Regions from separate parts of the Mus musculus genome. Here region 1 is linked to region 2. A link is a contact called in public promoter capture Hi-C data. All regions are on one chromosome and are shown on one strand. The core of a region is the stretch at or near the end of the contact, and the rest is flanking DNA. Distances in the headings are between cores, read along the strand shown.

Evidence for each region. Promoter capture Hi-C pulls out the DNA fragments that hold promoters and counts their contacts.
Region 1: a promoter capture Hi-C map of hippocampal neurons shows a contact between it and region 2, with 2.8 times the contacts expected there. The contact joins the promoter of Bicd1 here to the promoter of Klhl42 in region 2. A contact is called at or near these places in 1 of 39 promoter capture datasets (hippocampal neurons) and 1 of 115 datasets of contacts at active chromatin or transcription factors (astrocytes).

The regions. Positions count from the first base shown.
Region 1 is chr6:149,403,984-149,410,414 of GRCm38.p6, forward strand. It overlaps Bicd1 (BICD cargo adaptor 1), which reads left to right and starts at 5,001. Exons shown (of 9, transcript NM_009753.4): 1 at 5,001-5,658. The coding sequence starts at 5,446. It also overlaps the pseudogene Gm15783.
Region 2 is chr6:147,087,771-147,093,798 of GRCm38.p6, forward strand. Klhl42 (kelch-like 42) reads left to right here and starts at 3,305. Exons shown (of 3, transcript NM_001081237.1): 1 at 3,305-4,597. The coding sequence starts at 3,762.

The DNA.
Region 1 (6,431 bases), core at 3,751-6,250, 2.3 Mb after region 2:
GTTTCTATTGCTGTAAAGAGACACCATGGCCACTATAACTCTTATAGAAGAAAACATTTATTTGGGACTGGCTTACAGTTCCAAAGGTTTAGACCACTATTGACACAGTAGGAAGCATAGTGGAGCATAGGAAGAAAGGGTGCTGAAAAAGGATCCAAGAGTTCCACATCTGGATCAGCGGGCAGCAAGAAGAATGAGAGACACTGGGCCTGGCCTAAGTATTTGAAACCTCAAAGCCCACCCCTAGTATCACACTTCTTCCATCAAGGTCATACCTACTCCTCCAAGGCGAAACCTCATAATATTGTCACTCCCTGGTGATCAAGCATTCAAATATATGAGCCTATGCGGTCATTCCTATTTAAATCATCAAACAAACCATAATAGAATTGACAAGGCCAGCTTTCCCAGTAGTCTTCCTGTCAAGGTAGAAATATCCAAGTCCCTTTGTGTTATTATTGAATAGATTTGACTTTCATTTTCAAAATTATATTACAGGGGCTGAGAAGATGGCTCAGCAGGTAAGAGTGGTTGTTGTAGACTCATGAAGACCTGAGTTCAAATGTCTAGAACCCACATTTAAAAAACAATCTGGGTGTGGCTGTGCGTATATGCACCTGTAATTCCAAAACTGTGCAGGAGGGAATGGAGTGGGGAGGATCACTAGTACATCACTCACTTCTTTCTTTCTCTGTGTGTTATGTGTATTTGGTATGTGGGGGCACATGTATGTGGATACACAAGTAGTGTCCATGAATGTGGATGTCAGAGGTTAATGTTGGGTTAATTAATCACTATTAATCCTCAATTAACATTTACTTTAACTCTAGCCCTAACCCTAGTCAGCTTGCCCTAGGAATATTCTAGCTCTGCCTCCTGAGCTCTGGAATTATAGTTGGGTCACCATGCCTGTAAGTGTTTATATAGGTGCTGAAGATCAGAACTCTAGTCCTTCTTGCAGTGCTAATGATAGGATTGCAAGTATGTACTTCCATGTTCAGTTCAACTTCTGGGTTTTTGACCTAGCTATTTATAGAAATGTACTCAAAATAATCTGTATATGCTGTGATTTGTAGTACATGTATTACTTTAGCTGATAGAGTATAGTTTTGATCATCAAAGTGGTCCTTAAGATGATATTTATGAAAACTTAAAAACATTTTTCTCAGATCAAGAGAATCAAGGCTGACCATTGGACAGATTCAAAGAGAACAATAGATAGTAGCCTGATTTGTTTTTAAAGAAAGAATAATGTTATGTTATATTGTGTACTGAAGTGGTCTATAAATTCTTTTGTTGTTGTTATTTTTTTCATTAAAAATATGATAGTTTTATTATAGAAGAAAAATTAATGAGATAGGAGATTGTTTTTTGAGTAAATACATGCAGATGAGAACTTTGAATTGTTGGTTGTAGTAGTACATGTCCATAATTACTGCTTCAGTGTGGGCTGTATAGTGAGTGAGTTCCAGGCCAACTTGAGCAAGATGCCACTTCAAAAAACAAAACAAAATAACCAACCAAACAAACAAAAACAGAAAAAGTAGGGGCTAGAAAGATTGCTCAGTAGTTAAGAACATTTGTTGTTTTTGTAGAGGACCTGGGTTTGGTTTCTAGTACCTATGTAGCTCACAATCATCCCAAACTCCAGTTCTAGGGTACTCAGCACTCTCTTATGACATCTGCTGTCATTGGGTATACATGCAGTGTACATGCATACATGCAGGCAGAGCACTCATACACATGAAAAATGTTTAAAAACAAACCAAATTTACATATGGAGATATAGAAATCCAATTGTGACACGAAAGTGCCTTTTTGTTTGTTTTGTTTTTGTTTTTAAATGAAAACTGCTGAGAAAGACCTGGCACAGAAACAGAACCTGATAGAAGAATTTTGGAAATGTGTGGGAACATACAAGAACTTCTTGGTAGGCATTGGTGGCACACACCTGAAATTCTAGCACTCAGGAGGAAGAGGCAGGTGGATCTCTGAGTTTGAGGTCAGCTTGGTCTACACAGAAAGTTCAAGGATAGCTAGGAATACACAGAGAAAACTTGTCTTAAAAAACAAACAAACAAACAAAAAAACAGAAAAACAAAACAAAAAGGAGAAAAAAAAAGAACTTTTTTTTTTTGTTTTGTCTTGTTTTGTTTTTGTTTTTTAAATCTGCTTTGTGGCCAGAACAGCAGTCTTAAGGGCATCCAAAATGTGTGGAAACACAGCTAGATGCTCTTTGACAAAATCACAGTGATGATTATGAGATTATGTTGAAATTCTTTTGACAAGTGCCACCCAGTCAGGAAGAATTTGAGGAGTAGAATAGATGAAGGAGTGGTTCAAAAAGCACATGGAAAGAGACTTTGCCTGAGACAGGAACAAAGCACTATTTACTGTGAGCCTGGATCTGAGTCGCTGGAACAGTTTTCCCTTCCATGATACCATAGCTGAGCATGTCCATTGCTCTCAAGGGGGATATGGTGAGCCTGCTATCCAACTAAAAAGTATGCAAGTAGGGTGATGCGGACTGCAAAATAGGCCCAAATCCTCCTAATGCCTTTTGGTTAGGAGGTGACTTATTCAAAGTGACCATCAAATACATATAGGATGTACAGTCAGGAGGATTCTGGCAGATGAATTGTGACCTACCACAGAGTGCACCCGAGTCTAAAGAAGAGTCAAAAGAGGATGGTGATAACTGACTTGGAGACTCAGGACTGAGGTCTACCCATTTTCGGTCTCTTCCCTGAACCATACAGGACTGCTTCCACCCCTCTCTAGGGAACAGTTATGTACTTTGTTGCATATGAAGACAAGACAGGGTGATGGGAAATGACTGATTCTATAAAGAATATTTTTTTCATAGAATGTGTTCCTGCAGACAGAAAGAGAAGAAAAACAATTTTTGATGAGATTTACAGACAAAATAAACAAGATAGAGAATTGCAATTTCTTATGTATAACTTTATCATACTGTACCCCATAAACATGTACAATTATTATATGTCGATAAAAAAGAAAAATAAAACAAAAAGTTACATTGAGTCCTTGGAGAATATAGTACCTTTCTAGTAGGGAAGTGCCAAGGATGTGTCTATGGCTAAGAAATAACCCAGCAGGGGCTGGCGGGATGGCTCAGTGGTTAAAGAGCGCCGACTGCTCTTCTGAAGGTCCTGAGTTCAAATCCCAGCAACCACATGGTGGCTCACAACCATCCGTAATGAAATCTGATGGCCTCTTCTGGAGTATCTGAGGATAGCTACAGTGTACTTACATATAAATAAAAAAAAAAAAAAAAAAAGAAAAGAAATAACCCAGCAATCACAGAGAAACTGTTAGCCACTGATTTTGGAGATGCAATCCTTTTTCAACACCTATAAGTGGGAGATAGTGGTTTCTATATCAGGGTTGTCATGATGTATCTAACATGCTTTGAAGAATGCATGACTCACTATCTCAAGAACTTTGCTCTTATTTAAAGGGTGCATTTTTTTTTTTTTTGCTTAGTAGAATATCATAAATACCTTCTAAGAGAAATTGCAGACTCATTTCCTTTACTGAAGAATCCATGTAGTAAGGCCTATATAGAACTATCTGGAAGAAATACAGTGCCCGATATTTCAACCTTCCTAATGCTGTGACCCTTTAATTCAGTACCTCACATTGTGGTGACCCCCAACCATTAAATTATTTTTGTTGCTACTTGATAACTGCATTTTTTCTACTGTTATGACTTGTAATGTAAATGTCTGATATGAGACCTTTGTGAAAGGATTGTTCAAGCCCTGAAGGGGTTTCTACCCACAGGTTGAGAACCACTGGCCTAGAGACTTACTGAGCACCTGCAGATGTTATACAACAATTTCCTCCCAGATAGAACAGTTCATCTTAACAGAATTTCAATATACAGGATGTTCTAAAGAGAAGTAAAACATTCCATCCTTCTAGGAAGCTCTTAAACCCAGGAAGTAAACAACTCAAAGGCTTCCGTAAATTCATGAAACTAATGAGATTCACTCCTTCCCCAAGGATATATAATCAGGAAAGCAGGCCGAGAGTTGGGACAGACATGCTTAGCTACCTAGGAGAGACACAAATCACCAGAGCTATGTGAAACAGACAGTCTCCAACCTACTGAGCTGCTTTCAAGTTGTGTAGTATGGTTCAGGTTTTCCAGTGTCTATGATCTGTCACCCCTGGGGTGGGCTTTTGGTGATGTAGATATTTTTGAGTCATTTCTGTTTCTGTAAATAACCCCTCACTTATATTCCTTTAAATATTATTTCAATAAAACCCGTTGGTTCATCAAGTTGGACTGTGGTGGTAGCCTTACTGGGGTGAATAGATATTTGTTCACATCTCTCCAGTAATTACGTTATGCAGTAAGGTAGTATGATGAACTAAGTGCACAGAGGCTTAGGTTGGGGGACAGCAAAGTTCTCTGGTAGAGTGTTAGGTGGACTAGACCAAATTAGACAGAGTCTGAGAAAGGAGGAAGGACTCCCAAGGTACATCTATCAAGCTTTGGAAAAGCAGCATTCTTGAAAGCACTAGCTCTGTTTGTTTTCTGTGGGCTCACTGCACTCCAGTAGGCTTCGAATTCCCACCTCAGAAAACTTAGCCCGTTGGAGGCCTTCTTAGTGTTCTGATCTTTCAGACACCAATCACCCTTTCCAACACCCTTGCCCTTTCTTCAGCTGCCCTGGCTTCCTCAGTCTAGCATCTCTTCTCAGATGCAGTCCTCTTCCATCCCCCAGCCTCCTTAGCCTCCACTTCTCTTTAAGACACCCATTTTCCTCAGCCTTCATTCCGCCTCAGCGCGGTTCCCCCTCCTCAGCCCTCCGTAGTCTCCCATCATTCCTCAGCTAGTTCTGGGTCCCTCTGCCCTCATCCCTCTTCAGCAGTCGGCTGTGCTGCGCTGCGAGGCTCGGTGGGGTTTTGGATTTGCTCCTCCCCTTCCCTACCTCCCTGCATTCTGAGTGGCTGAGAGGAAGAGGACCAGTTGGAGTCCGCATCTGTGTGCACTGGCTGCCGCAGGGCCCAGCAAGCAGGTGGAGCTCAGCCTCCCACGGAGCATTGGGCGGTGGACCGCAGTGACGCGGCCTGAGACATGGCGGCCACGCGCCTCTGAGGCCGCAGAACCGGAGTCTCTTGCTGCGCGAGTTGCCCCTTGGCCATGCAGCTTGGCTGCTGACTGCCCCGGCGCGTGGCCCGGAGGATCCCGGCTGCGGTCATCACCTTGCAGTCTCCATGCTGCAGGGTATATTCCTCCCATATTCCATGTATTCCTCCTCAGTGCTTCCGGCCGTGTAGCCGCAGCTGCCGGCCGGGCCTCAGGGCGCTCTACCTATTATTCATCAGGCACTTTTCTTTTCCATTTTTATTTTCATTCCTATTTGCTTCTCCTTTTCCCTTCTGCTTTGCGTCTATCTCCGCCACCCCGCTATGGCCGCAGAGGAGGCGCTGAAGACGGTAGACCAATATAAGACTGAAATAGAGAGACTGACCAAGGAGCTCACAGAAACGACCCATGAGAAGATCCAGGCTGCAGAGTATGGGCTGGTGGTGCTGGAGGAGAAACTGACTCTCAAGCAACAGTATGACGAGCTGGAGGCCGAGTATGACGGCCTCAAACAAGAGCTGGAGCAGCTCAGAGAGGTGAGCAACCCGTCTCCTATTTCCCTCTCCAGGTTTGGCATTTCTCAGTGCCAGTCATCACTGTAAAGAAGTCAGAAGGGATATGGCCAGAAGGACTTCATCTTAGAGCCCTTTGTTGATAAGAGAATATTGAAAGAGTCCATTGTTTTCACCAATAGAAAAATTACCCAAGAAATGAATGCATAAGCTGGAATGGGAAGCTCTTTATTATGTGGGGGAGGGAGAGTCACAAGAAGTCTTCAGGCATCCGTGCTGGCAGGTAACATTGAATTGGGTTGAAATGCATAAATCAAACTTCTCAAACTGCTGTTATTTCAAACCCAGATATCAATGACCATAATCCATCCAATTGATGAGGTTTGTGCCTGAGGACCTACAATTTCAGGATGGTAGAATTTGGTACTTCAGTCGTCTGCTGAGTAATTGCTCCTTGGTGAAATAGGAACTAGTTATTAGGACTCACCAGTCCCGTTTGACGTTGGCTTTAGTCCTTGTCATGGGGCTGTAGGAGCAAAACAACTTTGCTGGGTGGTTTTGCTGCCCTTAATTTCACCTCTGTGCAAGGCTGGGCTATGCTTATGTCTTATAGAAGGCACCCTGAGACTGAGGAAAATCAAAATCATCTCCATATGGTGAGACATGAGAAAGAAATGTAAAATATATGGATATCTATGCCTTGCCTATCAAATATGGCCCTTCAGGTTGAAATTACTGTATTTATAAAATCAGAATATCACCAATGTTCTGTGAATAACATTTCCCCCCCTATTTTT
Region 2 (6,028 bases), core at 2,055-4,554:
ACGAAGGGGAAATATGACAGCCTTGAAAAGGCATATGGCTCCATCCCCAGTAACTCTGTGACCCCACCTACCTGCCTCCCTGCTGAACACCATTCGAATGCGCATGTCTCACAGCCACTTCGTGTTTGCCCATGTGGTGGGCAGAGACAACTTGCCAGAGTTGGGTTTTCCTGCTACCACATGGTTCCGAAGTTCAAACTCAGAGTATCAGGAGTCCTCAGCAAGCACTTTGACCTGCCCAGCCACCCCACCAGCCAGCCAGCTGGACATAACCTTATTTATTCTCTCTCTCTCTCTCTCTCTCTCTCTCTCTCTCTCTCTCTCTCTCTCTCTGCCCTGCTCGTGCCCCCCCCCCCTTTTCTCCAGACAGGGTTTCTCTATGTAGTCCTGGCTGACCTTGAACTCAGGTAGGCCTGCCTCTGCCTCCTGGATGCTGTGACTAAAGGTGTGAGCACCACCAGCCGTCTGTTAGTTATTTCTAACAGGATCTTTTCTGGTTTTGGTGCTGTCATGGAGACCTAGGACCTTGTGTGTGCTGGCTAAATGTTCTGCCACTGATCTGGGAACGCTGACTTTGAGAGACAAGTCAACTTTCCTCACTTTCAACACCTATGTTTTTGAGACATTGTCTCCCAGTGCAGGCTTGGCTAGCCTGGGACTTGTTATGGGGACCAGGCTGGCCTTAAACTCAGATCTGACTCCTTCTGCCTCCTAAATTCTGAAATTAAAGGTGTTTGTCACATGACTTATTTTGCCAGAGAGTGTTTTCTTGACCCCAGGTGTATAGTAGATGCACAAATCAAACATTCACTGATAGTAAACCAGAAATAATTTTATTTTGGGGCTGGAGAGATGGCTCAGGAGTTAAGAGCACTGACGATTCTAGAGGTCCTGAGTTCAATTCACAGTAACCACATGGTGGCTCACAGCCATCTGTAATGGAATCTGACGCCCTCTTCTGGTGCGTCTGAAGAGAGAAACTGTGTACAAAATAAATATTTTTTTTAAAAAAAGAATTTTATTTTAAACAAATCTTTGAAATGCATAGAATTTTACCATGTATTAAAACAAAATTTGTATGCTAATGATATGGATGTGCTTGTTAATTTGCACAAAATATTTTTGAATTAATCTCCTCTTTGACAATTTCACACATGTACATAATATATCTGGAGCATACTCTCCACCAATTAATTCCTCCCCCAAACACTTCCAGTAAATATCCCCTTCCTGCTTCAGGCCCTCTGTTGGCTGGCTGGCTTGCTTTCTTCTTCTTCTTCTTCTTCTTCTTCTTCTTCTTCTTCTTCTTCTTCTTCTTCTTCTTCTTCTTCTTCTTCTTCTTCCTCTTCCTCTTCCTCTTCCTCTTCTTCTTCCTCCTCTTCCTCCTCCTCCTCCTCCTCCTCCTCCTCCTCCTCCTCCTCCTCCTCCTCCTCCTCCTCCTCCTCCTCCTCCTCCTCCTCCTCCTCCTCCTCCTCCTCTTCTTCTTCTTCTTCTTCTTCTTCTTCTTCTTCTTCTTCTTCTTCTTCTTCTTCTTTTTTTGGTAACCTTGCTGGAATGTTGACCATTCTTCTTGTTGGCTATCTAGTGCAGACCATAGTTCTGAGAGCTCACCAGTGTGATCTCCTCTTCCCGTACAAAAGACACACATTCCACAGCAAATCCTCCCCACTCTCCCACCTTTATGCTCTTTTAGCCCCTTCTTCCAAGTAGTTCCCTGAGCTTGTGGGGAGAGGTTGCTATAGAAGTCCGGTTAGGGCTGAACACCCAGTCCCTTGTTCTCAGCACTTTGATGAGCTGTCTGCCCACTACAGACAGAGACTTCTTGGGCCAAGGCGGATGGAGAGCAGCACTGATCTGTGGCTATGAACGTAAGTATTCAGAAGGTAACTTGATAGCATATCCATTTAGCAAAGCAACAGCAGTGAGCCCCTTAGGGCTGTGACCCTGAGCACCAATTGTCAGTGTTTAATGATCAATGACAGCTTCATCCACTCAATGATGACATTAAACAACGTGTTCATGAAGCCTTGATACTACTATAGCTTAAATACTTTGTAACAAAGAAGTTTATATGTATTTGTCTTTATGCCCAGCTTTTTAGAACACTGTGTGGTTTACTGAAGTTATTGGATCTTTTAAGATGCCCCATCGTATGGCCAGGGGTTAAAATCTTGCAGGAGCGGTGCCCAGTATTGTCAGGTACCACTTCAGATTGCAGTCCAGCTGACCTCACTGTGGTAATGTGACCAGGGTTGAATTGCCTCTCTAATGAGAATCATTCTCAAAGGTTGGCTTTCTGGTTTGTTTTAAAAGGCAAGAGAATACCAGTTGGTCTGGAAACAAAAGCTTCCATTGGTAAAGATTCTAAAGAGCCAGAGACTAAGAGCCTGTTCTTCTGGTGACTCACTGAATCCTGCCTTGCTGATGGAGGCGCAGACAGATCCAGGTCCAGCCTTTTTTAAGTCAGCCCTCCCAGAAGCCCCCAGCCTGATGTCTAATGGTAGCTGTGGCATTTTGCCTTGCTGTAGAATCTACTAAATCCTTGGCCCCTCACCTGAAACCCTCCTCATACCCCAAACACTGAGAGTGACAGATGGGGAACGGAAGCCTGCCAGGAATGATTGCAGGCCTGTCAATCACGGGGCTGTGTTCCAAGTTTCTCAGAGTATCCAAGAAAGTAAGGCATAGCAAGCCTCAGGTCCATGTGTTGTGTCTCTTTCCCATGGGAAGGCCGGATCCTGCTAGAATGTTTTCTGTACTTCATAGTTCCTTACCTTTGTGTGTATTCTGCAGAATATAATGGCCGACAGCCCTCTCTCTGTGAAGCAGCCGACGGACACAGTAATGCTGGGGAATGCAAGGCAGGGCACCATGGGTACCAGGGCAGACACTATCGCTTCATTACAGCCTTTGGGATCCAGCCTTCTAACCAAGCGTCCCGCCAGGGAACATAGGAAAATGTTCTTTCCTAACAGCTATGATGGGATGGTGGTGGTGGGGTAGATAGGGATGAGAGCGGGCAAGTGCTACCCAGAGGGGACAGCTCTGACGCATCTTCATCTCCGCATCCCCATCTCCGCATCCTCTCCACCCACCTGCCCTTTTTGCTGCTCAGAGACTCTGCTGTCTTGGTGCTGGGGTTTGAACCATGCCACTGCCTGCCTTCCTATCTGTCTGTCTTGTCCATGGAGTTAATAACTCTTCTAATAAATTGCTTAGCCCTAGTAATCCGTTAGTCCACTCTGGAACCACCCCGCGGATCTAAAACCTCGCAGTACTGACTGGCCCAGGAAAACTCACACAGGGACTGTGGGGCTGCGGGAAACACCAGAAGATCAAGTACGGTGACTTGTGCGTAGGGGGCGAGCACCGCGAACCGACGCGTTTGTTTGTTTCCTAACAACACCGTGCTGGAGAAATGCACAGTGGTTAAGAGTGCACACTCCTGCTGCGGAGGACAGGAGCTCCGTTTCCGCGTAGGGCAGCTCACAACCGCCCTTACCTCAGGCTGCAGGGTGATCTGCCGCCTTTGGCTTCCTGGCACCTGCATTGTAGCGGAGGAACCCACATAGACACATGGATTAAAGATCAGAGAGGCCGTTTACTCGGAGGGCGTGTGACGCACCGGCGGGGCTGAGCCCGGGGCCCGCGGCCCGCGGCGGCGGAAGGAAGGAAGCGAGAGCGCAGGCCGGGCTCGGCGGAGGCTGTGCGCCCGGGGGAGGAGCCTGAGCGGCCGAGCGGCGGGGCGCAGCGGCCCAGCCATGTCGGCCGAGGAGATGGTGCAGATCCGCCTGGAAGACCGCTGCTACCCGGTGAGCAAGAGCAAGCTGATCGAACAGAGCGACTACTTCCGCGCGCTCTACCGCTCCGGCATGCGCGAGGCCGTGCGGCCCGAGGTGGGCCCGGAGGTGCAGCAGCTGCGCGGCCTGAGCGCTCCGGGCCTGCGGCTGGTGCTGGACTTCATCAACGCGGGCGGCGCGCGCGAGGGCTGGGGCCTGAGCGAGGACGAGCTGGCCGAGGCTAGTGTGCTGTCCGAGATGGTGGAGGCCGCGTCCTTTCTGCAGGTCACGGCGCTTCTGCGCTTGCTGCTGTCGCACGTGCGTCTGGGCAACTGCCTGGAGCTGTACCGCCTGGCGCAGGTGTACGGACTGCCCGACCTGCAGGACGCCTGCCTGCGCTTCATGGTGCTGCGCTTCCACCAGGTGCTGTGTCAGCCGCAATTCCCGCTACTGTTGTCGCCGCCGCAGGCCCCCGGGGACTGCAGCCTGAAGCAGAGGCTGAGGGAGGCCCGCATGCGCGGGACCCCGGTCCTGGTGGCCCTGGGGGACTTCCTCGGGGGACCCCTTGCCCCGCACCCGTATCAGGGGGAACCCCCGTCCATGCTTAGGTACGAGGAGACCACGGAGCGCTGGTTCCCCCTGGCCAACAACCTGCCCCCCGACCTGGTGAACGTCAGGGGCTACGGCTCAGCCATTTTGGACAACTACCTCTTCATCGTGGGTGGTTACAGGATCACCAGCCAGGAGATCTCTGCCGCACACTCCTACAATCCCATCACCAACGAGTGGCTGCAGGTGGCCTCCATGAACCAGAAGCGGTAAGTGCAAAGGGGGTGTCTGCACCCTTCATTCATTGCCCTGGTGTTTGCTGGCCAGAGGCGATGGCATCTTGCTTAGTGCTGCTGGCCTGTCGCCTCTGGCGGAGTTCCCAGGGAGCCCAGGGCTTGCTAGGAAGAAGACGAGTACTGTGTCAGCTAGCCTAGTGGTCTTCTTTCAGGTGCAGGCCCCAGGTAAGAATGGTTTCTCTGCCTTAGACCGGCTTGCAGAGAAGGCTATTGGGAAAGATAACGGTTGTTTTTCCTTCGCTTTTCTTTAACTTGTCTGACCCGAATTACGGAGACACTAGCAGTAACTTGTAATTCTGGCTTCAGAAATTTTTGTTGTTGCTGACAGTGACTTTGGATCCTTCTCACTTGGGTAGGAGAGCGTGCATCCCCTCTCCCTAGGATGGTGTAAGGGATTTGCCAGAGAGGATTCTCTTCTCTTTTCATCCTCACTTTTGTTTCTTATTTCCTTCTAAGACGGCAATCATCTTTGACCCAAAACTTGAGCCTGGAGCGGTCAGCTACAGAATGGGCGTACCCTTGTCTCTCCAAGTCTGTTGTCTATCTGGGATGCCTCAGACTCCCCGGTCTGGATGCCTGAGTCCCTTGTGGGTAGCTTTAGCATGTACATATAAACCCTACATATACACCTATGCATATATACATTAGCGCATATATATATATATATATATATATATATATATATATATATATATATATATATATATATATACCCTCCTGCATATGTTCAGATGGTTTTCCTTTATCTTGGTATGTTCCTCAGGCTGGTCTTGAACTCCTAGGCATGAGGGTCTGCCATCCTCTGCCTTCCAGCCTTCAGAGAGCTGGGACTAAAGGTGTACAGTACAGTATTGGCTTTCTACAATAAATAATCTGTAACTTATAACTTCAAATGTAAGGCATCTACCATGTCAGTGGTTGAAGGAATGACAAAAACCAACTCGTACTGTTCAATTTCCCCCTCTTATGGCTTGAAGATGCATTCCTTTCCACTTCACCCATCTTTCCCAAGTGGCCTGGGGGACAAGTCAGGGCTTGTAGAGAGGGTTTGTTGCCCCAGCTGCTTGGAAGGCTGAAGCAGGCAGATTCCAAGTTAAAATTCTTCCTGGCCTTCAGAGTGAATTCCAGGCCAGCCTGGATAATGTAGCAAAACCAGAAAGAGTAGGGGAAAGGTGTCTTAGAGGGATAGCACTAGCCTAGAATTTTGAGGCCTCAGATTCAATACCAGTGTCCCAGCAGTAGAAAGAGTAGCCAAGGACAGGATGGGCGCTCTCTCTCTCTCTCTCTCTCTCTCTCTCTCTCTCTCTCTCTCTCTCTCTCTCTCTCCCTCCCTCCCTCCCTCCCTCCCTCTCTCTGTCTCTCTCTCTCTCTCTCTCCTTCCCTCCCTCCCTCCCTCCCTTCCTT